3 separate regions of the Mus musculus genome follow, and all the other regions are linked to region 3. A link is a contact called in public Hi-C data. All regions are on one chromosome and are shown on one strand. The core of a region is the stretch at or near the end of the contact, and the rest is flanking DNA. Distances in the headings are between cores, read along the strand shown.

Evidence for each region. A called contact is a pair of places that touch in the nucleus more often than the background predicts.
Region 1: a contact with region 3 is called in a Hi-C map of uterus, with 2.9 times the contacts expected there. The contact joins two enhancer-like sites. A contact is called at or near these places in 2 of 484 Hi-C or Micro-C datasets (nephron progenitors and uterus) and 2 of 115 datasets of contacts at active chromatin or transcription factors (cardiomyocytes and embryonic stem cells).
Region 2: a contact with region 3 is called in a Hi-C map of uterus, with 4 times the contacts expected there. The contact joins two enhancer-like sites. A contact is called at or near these places in 4 of 39 promoter capture datasets (cranial neural crest, frontonasal cranial neural crest, hippocampal neurons and 1 more), 6 of 484 Hi-C or Micro-C datasets (epidermal suprabasal cells, nephron progenitors and uterus) and 1 of 115 datasets of contacts at active chromatin or transcription factors (embryonic stem cells).

Annotation. Positions count from the first base shown.
Region 1 is chr3:102,524,810-102,527,989 of GRCm38.p6, reverse strand. No RefSeq gene overlaps it. Among named protein-coding and RNA genes, the nearest start is that of Gm46818, 20 kb to the right of the region's middle. Within about 2 kb of position 1,344, at least 48 of the 459 cell types and tissues checked have an H3K27ac peak or open chromatin away from gene starts, as enhancers often do. A contact at or near this core is called in uterus, where this site is marked.
Region 2 is chr3:102,444,057-102,447,032 of GRCm38.p6, reverse strand. No RefSeq gene overlaps it. Among named protein-coding and RNA genes, the nearest start is that of Ngf, 24 kb to the left of the region's middle. Within about 2 kb of position 1,327, at least 8 of the 459 cell types and tissues checked have an H3K27ac peak or open chromatin away from gene starts, as enhancers often do. A contact at or near this core is called in uterus, where this site is marked.
Region 3 is chr3:102,308,687-102,312,025 of GRCm38.p6, reverse strand. No RefSeq gene overlaps it. Among named protein-coding and RNA genes, the nearest start is that of A230001M10Rik, 48 kb to the right of the region's middle. Within about 2 kb of position 1,530, at least 56 of the 459 cell types and tissues checked have an H3K27ac peak or open chromatin away from gene starts, as enhancers often do. A contact at or near this core is called in uterus, where this site is marked.

The sequences.
Region 1 (3,180 bases), core at 95-2,594, 220 kb before region 3:
ACCTGTCCCATACTGTTCCCTACAACCTGCTCTATCTCCAGTTCTCCTTGTTGGAGTTCCCACTTTGGGGGAACTTGTTTATCACTCTCACTACCATATTCTTCCTGGTATGCAATTGGTCAGATGGGCTCCCTTCCGACTTCTCCATTTCCAGGACAAGAGCTGACCTCTGAGGACCAGGGCCAGGAGATTTAAGATTAGATTCCCCAGGACTGCTACTTAACTCTAACTTAGACTCTAAGAATCAAGGAAAATGAGCCTCATCAAAGTTCTTAGCTGAGAGCTGAGGACCAGCACACTGAGAGACCAGGCATGGTCCCAGTCCTGGCTGTTCAGAGTATGGACCATAGAGCAACAGCACTGGCATCCCTGGGGGTGTTTGGAATGTAGAAGCTCAGCTCCCAGCCCCCAATTACCATATTAGACCTCTGGGTGCTTCTGGTGAGCATAAAATCTGGAATAGTATATCTCAGAGAGCCAGAGGCAAGGTCAAGGGCCTAGTCAGGCTTGCTAGAGGAATTAGTCCACAATAATGTTGAGAATGAGAGCAAGTGAGTAGCAAGCAAGGAAAGACATGGGGGAGGGGGGGGGAGGCTGGGTCGATTACTGCCAACACCAGAACACCAGGGATGCCTGAGGCTGTCTTCATGTGCCGTGGGCCTGTGGCTATGTGGTCTGTAAGTATATCCTGACTGTAAAAAGGTCTTGAATCCTCCAGTCAGCTTTCTATGAGACTGGGACCCATCTTTCTCTTCTCTCTACCCCAGACCTGTCATGGCACCTCATAGCTCACCGACAGGTATTCATTCTTTGTTGAACTGGATAGGGTCCTCCAGGACCCCGCTAGTCATATATTTTGAGTTTATTGTGCTAGACAATCATCTCTGATTCTGCATCTCCCTCGGGAATCTCCAGCACAGGGCAAAGCAAAGCAAGACACCCTTCTGGGTCAGAGCAGATCCAGCACCGTATCCCTTGAGAATTCGGCCAGTGCCCCAAAAGCACTCGTGACAATTGAACCGCTAGTGTACAGTTTCTGCAAAGAAAGGCTAATGAACCTGCTAGCTCCCATAATGTCCGTCTGAAAAGTCAGTGCCCAGATGCCAAATTCAGAGCTGAACTTTGTACAGACAGGGTGGGCAGCTACCTCGAGGCTTTGGGAGCAGGCTCCACACACAGCAGCCTCCAACTGGCAAGAGTTAATGCTAAGGTGCAGCTGCAGGAATGTGAAGCTGGAGAGCTAGCTCGGGGAATTGCTATTGCAATCAGAGGACAGCCCAAGTCAGAGTTCCAAAGCCCTTTGAAGGGGTGCCAGCTCGGACACATGTTTCCAATTCTCATATGCAATCTCGAGGCAGTGTGCAAGCTGCACTTTCATTATGTCAAAGTGAAAGGAATGGTGGTGGTGGTAGGGGGGGCAGGGTGAAGAGAAAGGGGAGAGGCTGCCAGGCTGGAGACCACGCTCTGCTGTGGCACCAAATGTGCCCAGGCGCAGAGTAAACCCCCAACACAAGTCTATCCTGGAGGTGTGTGGCACCTCTTCTGAGAGCCTTTGTTTTCCTTTCTCGTTCTGAGGACAGAGAGCCAGCTGACACCACCATAGGACGCCCAGTCTCTAGGAAACTTGTCCATCTCTTTGGTATTTGCTCTGGCCACAGATAAGATTCTATGGAAACCATACAGGGATGTCCATTGTTGCGTTCAGCCACAGGCTTGCGGGTTATTTCCGAAGTTTTTCCGAAGTTTGTGTTTTTCCACGAGGAGATGGTTCCGCTGTTTGATGTTACTCAGAAGGAGGCACGAGAACAGACAGTTTTCCCTTCTCTCTGTTGGGTGTTGCTTCCTTTTTCATTCGGAACTAAGCCCTAACCCAGGAGATTATTTCCCTCAACTTTGTTTTCCAAACACGGTTCCAGAAATTTTCCTTGAGGAATTCTCCCAGACTTACCCCTTCCACATCATTGCCTCTTAGGACTGGTGCTTGTAATTTGAAATGACGATTTGGCTGATCCGTGTGCTACTCTGTGTTTTTAAGTCAGTTTACAGAAGCATGGGGAGGTAGAATGTGTACTTCTGGTTGCTTCTTAGCTCTCAAGAGCTATTTACACACACATGCACACTCCCATACTTATACATACAGTCTCTGTTTATGATCTGTCTTTACATATTTTATTTACATGTAGATTATGCATTTGTGGCTGTGTATTTACCCGTTTTATATATAGTAATTGATGCTGGATTACATGGTTTGCAAGACAACAGTTTCCATGTAAGAGAAGTGACATTCAGAGAGACAAGGACCCTCTCAGCACCATTCAATCTTGATTGGCTAGCAGTGAAGCCAGGCTTGGGCTCTGACGGTCCCATCACAATCCTCATAACATCTCCCTCTGAAAGCCAATCAGATGTCTCCCATGCTGTGCACTTAGGAAATGTCACTCAGAGTATTATTTCACTTATTGCTCACCTAGGGAATATGTAGGGGAGAGGTGACAGGGTGGGACTAGTGGCTGTGAGGGTAAAGACAAGAACTAAGCTTTGCCTTACCTGCCCTGAGACACTGCTGAAACACACGCTTGCCTGCTGCCTGCAAGATTGGCTCCAGGTATGGAAGAGAAGATGGAATCCACCACTGACACTAGGAAGCAGCCTGGGTTGAAGGAGTCTCCTCAGGCTGCTGCTGTGGTTAGTTAAGTCTGGCCAACTTTAGCCTCGGGACCCCACTATGAGCCTCCTATGCAAGACCAGAAGAACTCTAGGGAGGTCAGAGCTCTTTAGTACAAATCCAAATGAAACTCAGCAAAACACACTCCACGTGCTTGACACGTGGAAACTCTCAGAGCCAGTGGTTGATAAATGCGCCAACCTTGAGGAGTAAACATTCCAGAGAAGGCTGCATGCAAGCCTTCCTGGCTTCATCAGATGGCTATATTAGCTTCAGAGCCTGGAGGTTAGCTCACAGCTAATCCATACAAGGTGTCGAGTCCCGTGCCAGGCACACAGTAAGCAGGCTCTCGGCAAGTGCTAATAGGCACTATTAGTAACACTCACTATTACAAGTCAGTGGGAACCGACCATATAGTTACAACAATGGCAGCTGACGAACTACCTTGCCTCGTGGAAAACCATTCCACTGCATTCTAAGAGCCTTGGAGTGTTTGGATGACTCTAGTTTTCAAA
Region 2 (2,976 bases), core at 78-2,577, 140 kb before region 3:
TTGTGGACACTGCAGCTCTTGGTGTTCCACAGAAGCCCTGGACTGGAACCTGCACGGGCCTTTTAATACACGGCTGGGAAAAAGAGAAAAGAATGTTCCCAGTGCTTTTCCCATTCCCTCTCTTACCAAGAAGACCTCAGATGAAGGGGGAGGGGAGTGTCATACCAGAGGCAAGTCTGCAGTGAGAATCTCTGAGTCTATTTTCGGCTAGGACCATCTGGACACAAATCAAGAATCTAATTTCCCCCACTACTTTCTTTTCCCCCTTGTACTTTAGCTGACTCTGGGAGCATGGAGCCTGAAACCAAGTCTGGACCACAGAATTCCATTAAAATATAAAGAATAAATAGAAATAAATATCACTGAGTTCCATGGATTATTACCCTCATCAAGTGGAGGCCAGTCCTACGGCAGTCAGAGGCCTGCAGCCCTCCCTCCTTCTAGCATCTTCTGGAACCTTCCAGAAAAAGTATAGAGAAAGGCAAGTTAAGACTCTCAGCTCTTTCTGGGGATGTTTTGTTCCTCCACCAGTGGGTGGTATGTGCTGCTAGCTGCAGGACCAAGGAGCTGAAGTAACATCCATGCAATAGCTATTATACCACCCCACTGAGGACCCAAATACATCAAGAGAATGCGCTGCACCTGTCAATCCTGGAAACTCCTTCAGTACTGCAGCATCACACACATGACAAAGACCCTTGAAGAAGCCTGAAATCTTACCCAGTGGTGGCTTGAACCTCTTCCACGTGGCCATCAGCCTGAACCACAAATACAGGGGGTGAGAACAGGACAAGAGAATCATTCTAGACAATGGTGGAGTTCCTTTTAAAGTTCGTAATGATAGAGTGCTTCAGCTCCACAGTGAAGTACAGGGTGTTCTAGGCTCAATCTTCCATGAAAAAAGAAAAAAAAAAAAAAGAACGTACTTACTCTGGAATCTGGACATTGGCAACTTAGATTTATGTTGTATCAGCTCAGCTAGCAGAACCAGACCAAGATGAAAGTGAAGGCTCTGTGGCTTGTGGTTGTAAGAGAATGTTGTTCAGAAGAGCTAAGGCTGGGGTAATCTCCAATGTTGTCCTCAATGTTGGATGCATGGGTCTTCCTTGTGCACCTGAAATATTGCATTTGGGCTTACTGTATGCCAGCTTTCCTGTGGCTGTCTTGGGCACAATGCCTTCTTCAGTCTGAGTGAAGGGCTTTAGGGAGCTCTTTGTCTGACTGAGTCTCTTAGAAGGCAAGGAGCCAGCTGGAACCCTGGTGGCCTCCAGCTGCCAGCAGGACAGATGTGTCAAGTCAGGTTTACGAGAGAAGTTTTCCCAGACCGTTATGTCCAAACTTCTGTCCATCCTGCTGTAACCTCTCCAGATAGATGGATGAAAAACAGATCAGTCCAGCCTTGGACCAGAGTTGCATAGATAAGAATACGAAGAAGAAACAAATAGTTTATCATTTGATATTTTTTCCCACTCCAGCAGAATTATCAGGGGTTGAAGAATTACCAGTGGTTGAAGAGAGCTGGAAGAATGTAGTCTCTGAAGGACAGTCGAGGTGATAACTAGCAAGTGACTATGGGGGTAATTGCTCGGGGAAACGTTACCAGGATCCTTCATGACTGACTGGACCTGGGACCTTCTCAATATAGAAATGACCATAAAAAGAAAGCAGATAGATTCCCAGGCAGAAAAGTGACCTCTCCTCTGAATTCCACGCTTGGAAAAATACTTATTTAAAGGAGGGGGGAAAGTCTACATAGGAAACTCTGGCTTCTTCAGACAGACTTGGCCTATGAACATGGCAGAAACAGAGCCCAAGACTATGTCTGCAGAGATGCCTCTGCCAGGTGGGAGTCCATTGGCACTTCTGAGCTTCCTGGACCTAAGAGTGACATCTACCCCATGTGTGCAAAGAAATTTATTTTGTATGCATGATGTGAGAAGAATTATATTAACAAGATTTCAAACAATGCTTTAAAGATATTTTGAGTCATGTCTGCTCATCCGTCTAGGCTAGAAGATAGAACTGAGATGCGTCCACTGAGACCAGCTCTGTAGGCTACGTGCCAACTTGGGTTTCTTCTCTTCCCTTCAAAAGAACGAAGAAATCACACTTAAAATTTTACTTTTGAGACAGGATCTTACTAGATAATCCAGACTTCAGCTTCAGACTCACTTTAGAGCCCAAGTTGGCCATGAAATCATGATCCTCCTGCCTCAGACTTTCAATAACTGGGACTGCGGATTCACCCCACCGTATTCGGCTGGTTTTCTCTCTGAAGGGCAGGCCAGGGTGGGAAATGGCTTGCCCGCAGTTCAGTCAGGAGGAAAAGGTGTTGCTGCAAAAACAAAAACAATTACAAAACAAACAAAAAACAAAAACAAAACAAAATAAACAAATATCTTGCTGGCTAATTTTTTACCTTCTTTTTAAAATTAGGTATTTATTTAATTTACATTTCCAATGCTATCCCAAAAGTCCCCCATATGCTCTTCCACCCACTCTCCCACCCACCCACTCCCACTTCTAAGCCCTGACATTCTCCTCTACTGAGGAAGATAAAGTTTGCACGACCAATGGACCCCTCTTTCCACTGATGGCCTACTAGGCCATCTTCTGATGCATATGCAGCTAGAGACACGAGCTCTGGGGGGGTACTGGGTAATTCATATTGTTGTTCCACCTATAGGGTTGCAGATCCCTATAGCTCCTTGGTTACTTTCTCTAGCTCCTCCATTGGAGGCCCTGTGATCCATCCAATAGCTGACTGAGCATCCACTTCTGTGTTTGCTAGGCCCTGGTATAGTCTCACAAGAGACAGCTATATTTGGATCCTTTCAGCAAAATCTTGCTAGTGTGTGCAATGGTGTAGCATTTGGAAGCTGATTATGGGATGGATCCCCGGATATGGCAGTCTCTAGATGGTCCATCCTTTCGTCTCAGCTCCAAACTGTGTCTCTGTAACTCCTTCCATAGGTG
Region 3 (3,339 bases), core at 281-2,780:
CGTTTCGATTTATGAATCTGTTTGGCAGCCTTTGTTCTACTCTCTCGCATGAGACTCTGCCAAGTTTATAAATACTTCCTCTGAATGACAATAAATTTGGTCTCCCCTAATCTTTCTCCCCATAGATAAAATCTCATTGAGGTTGGAATAGCACTAACACTCAACAGTAACTGCTTTCTTGCTTGATTTCAACACCCGAAGCAAATGAATCTGAGGGCCTCCTATGTCTGAGGTCACAGGCTGCTTGCCTCCAGGACTCTTGCCTGTCTGTATCCTGACAGTTGGAAGCTCACGCGCTTGGATAACTGCCTCTCATGCTGTTTTGTTTTATGAAGTCAAGACCATTGATAAAACGCAGACAGTTTGCAGAAAGAGCCTAGAGAAGGTCATTCCTCTGGACCCTTGGCTGCACCTTCTCTGACAACAGATGAATTCACCAGATGTATCAGAAGCGGCCCTCTTTTCCTCGTGCAAGATGAGCGTGCCCTTTGTTTGATGAGCCTTGAAGAGCTTAAAGGTAAGGAAGCATAATTATATATCATCTCGATCTCGTTTTTCTCCTTAATTCTTTCTTTATTACTTCTGCAACTTGCCAGGTGCTTAACATAGAGGCAGACACACAAGACTTCTAAAAGGCACTTGCCTATCAACACTGCTATCAAACTTGCAGTTGGCTTGCCTCTATCCCATATCTACTCAACTCCAGAAAACTCACTCAGCCACTTAGTAACTGTCTAAAGAAGTGCTTGGTGCAGGTTATAACCTGAATTGATAATTAACCAATCAATCTTTTTTTTTTTTTAAAGCACAGTGAAAAATCACTATGCTTGCTGCCAGTAAGCATGGGGAAAAATAATACACCTTTGAATCCTGTTTTCTTTCCCTGCAAGTTTGATAGCAGTGTTGATAGGCAAGTGCCTTTTAGAAGTCTTGTGTGTCTGCCTCTATGTTAAGCACCTGGCAAAATATGAATGCAGAGAGAGAAAACCTGTAGCCATGTAGAGGAGAAATAGACAAAGCAGAGGCCAGAGGTCCCAGGGCCAGACACATAGCCCAGTGGGACCCCCAGGGCAGATTTTTTCCTTTCTCTTTTCTCTCCCTTCTTTTCCTCTGCTTCTGTTTCCTCTTCCTTTCTGCTTTTCACCACCCCCAATGTGGAATACATTCGTCAATGCTCTCTACAGCTATGTTTTCTTTTTAAAGATTACTGTTACACCCTAATAACATTGACTAATATATATTTTTTAATTCGGAATTTGTACAATTTCGGTGCCAATTAATAATTATATAAAAATTCCATTTACTTCTTGGGTCATTGGCCTGTAACGTCCACAGGTCTTGACAGGTTTAAATTGAACTGGAAAAGAAACCTTCCTTGTTTTAGGATGCCTCACAGCTGCGATGATTTAGAGAGTTCCCGCTCTTCTTCCCTTTTGCCCCTCCCCCTCTCTGGTTACTCACACTCAGCTGTGTCACCCTAGTGACCAATGAGCAAGGAATCTGCCATAGGTTCCTTGGGGAAGGAATGACTCACAGTAATCCACCTCCCTCCTGACAAGCCACCTGTGACTCCCTCTGCCAAGGGCTGGGGCAGGGCTCTGTACACAATGTGGTCCCCGCTCCATCAAGGCTGCTTGATTGATAGAGAGCCAGGTGGCCGCCAGGCTGGCCCCATGTAAGCCCGCAGGAAAGATACACCAGCGAGGTTCAGAGTCCCAGAGGTGGCCTTCGGGAGTCCAGCATGAGCTAACCCCGTAGGCTCGTAAATTGTCCCCAGATCTGAATTTAAACCTTCTCCGGGCAGAGAAACTTTGAGCTTCTCACTCCGAGTTTCGGGCACGTTATTTTCATCTACGGATAAAAGATAATAAAAGGTAACACTGCCCATTTAATGGATTTCTTGAGAGCATCCAGGACGCAGTATCCAGAAAGTTCCTAGAGGATGGGATAAGAGTAAGGAGAATGGAGGCAGACAGGGACCAACTCCTGGGTTCATCTAGAGTAGTATGGGAGAGCAGAGTCCAGCCAGCCCTCGTATCAAAGAGAAATATCTTGCTTCCAACAATGGTTGTTTCCTGCTCTTGCTGACTACACAGCACCACCTAGGGGCGGAGCACGCTTGGAGCCGACCAAGGTCCCGCAAGGAACGTTAACCCCACAGAAAGCCTTTGCCTCTTTTGGACTTCCCAGTCTCCACGGCTCCTCTTGCCTCTGCTCTCTCTTCCCTGGCCCATGTCCTTTCCCACCCAATCCTCGTTTCTTCTCATCCTCTTTCCCTAATGCACTGTTTTTCACACAGGGGTCCTCAGGGCTTTGAACTGAATGTAAATCTGTGGGAAGTCAGATAACATCCATTCTCAAACAGCCCTAACCCTCTTCTTACACTCCCTGCGATTGACTTCTTTTAGATGGCACCAAGGATTGCCATGGTTACATTGTCCTTGGGCTGGGACAGGGACCTCTAGTGCTGTGGACAGTAGGGCCTGGGGATTTCCACTTCGGTCAGCGAGAGTGCAATGAGATGGGTCACTCTCAGGTCATATCTCTATCCCAGGAGCCTATTTTTCCTAGTGGGAATCCTTACTCTCTGACTAAACTTAGATGGAAGAACAGAGTTGGAGAGTTGGCTCTGTGGTTGATAGAGTTAGTTATTTTTACAGATGACCTGGGGCTCTGTTTCTCAGCTCCTACATGGCAGCTCACAGCTGTGTGTAACTCCATGGTATCCAATACCCTCTTCTGACATCAATAAGTGCAGTATATACCTATGGTACACATACACACATTCAGGCAGTGCACTTATTGCAAACAATAATTTTAAAATTTTTATATAGAGATGTATATGCATGCATATATGTATACATATACATACACATATATACACATATGTACACATATATGCATACATATATACATATACATGAACACAAAAAAATAGAAGAGTGAAGGGTTATTTTGGCTAAGTCTACATTTTATGAGACTTTCCAATTTCAACCATTATTCTAGAAACTGTGACATATATACAGGGCTGAAGTATTTGTTTTAAAACACATTTATGGGCTTGAGAGATAGCTCAGAGGCTAAGAGTATTGTCTCCTCTTCCAGAGGTCCTGAGTTCAATTGCCAACAATCACATGGTGGCTCACAACTATCTGTAATAGGATCTGATACCCTCTTCTGGTGTGTCTGAAGGCAGCTACAGCGTACTCACATACATAAAGTAAATAATTAAAAAGAAAAAAGACATTTACAGAGAGATGTTGGATTCAGTTCAGCATTCTCTCCACACCTCCTTAAGTCTCTCTCATTCTTCTCAAGAGGTAAGATTTGCTTTCAAAT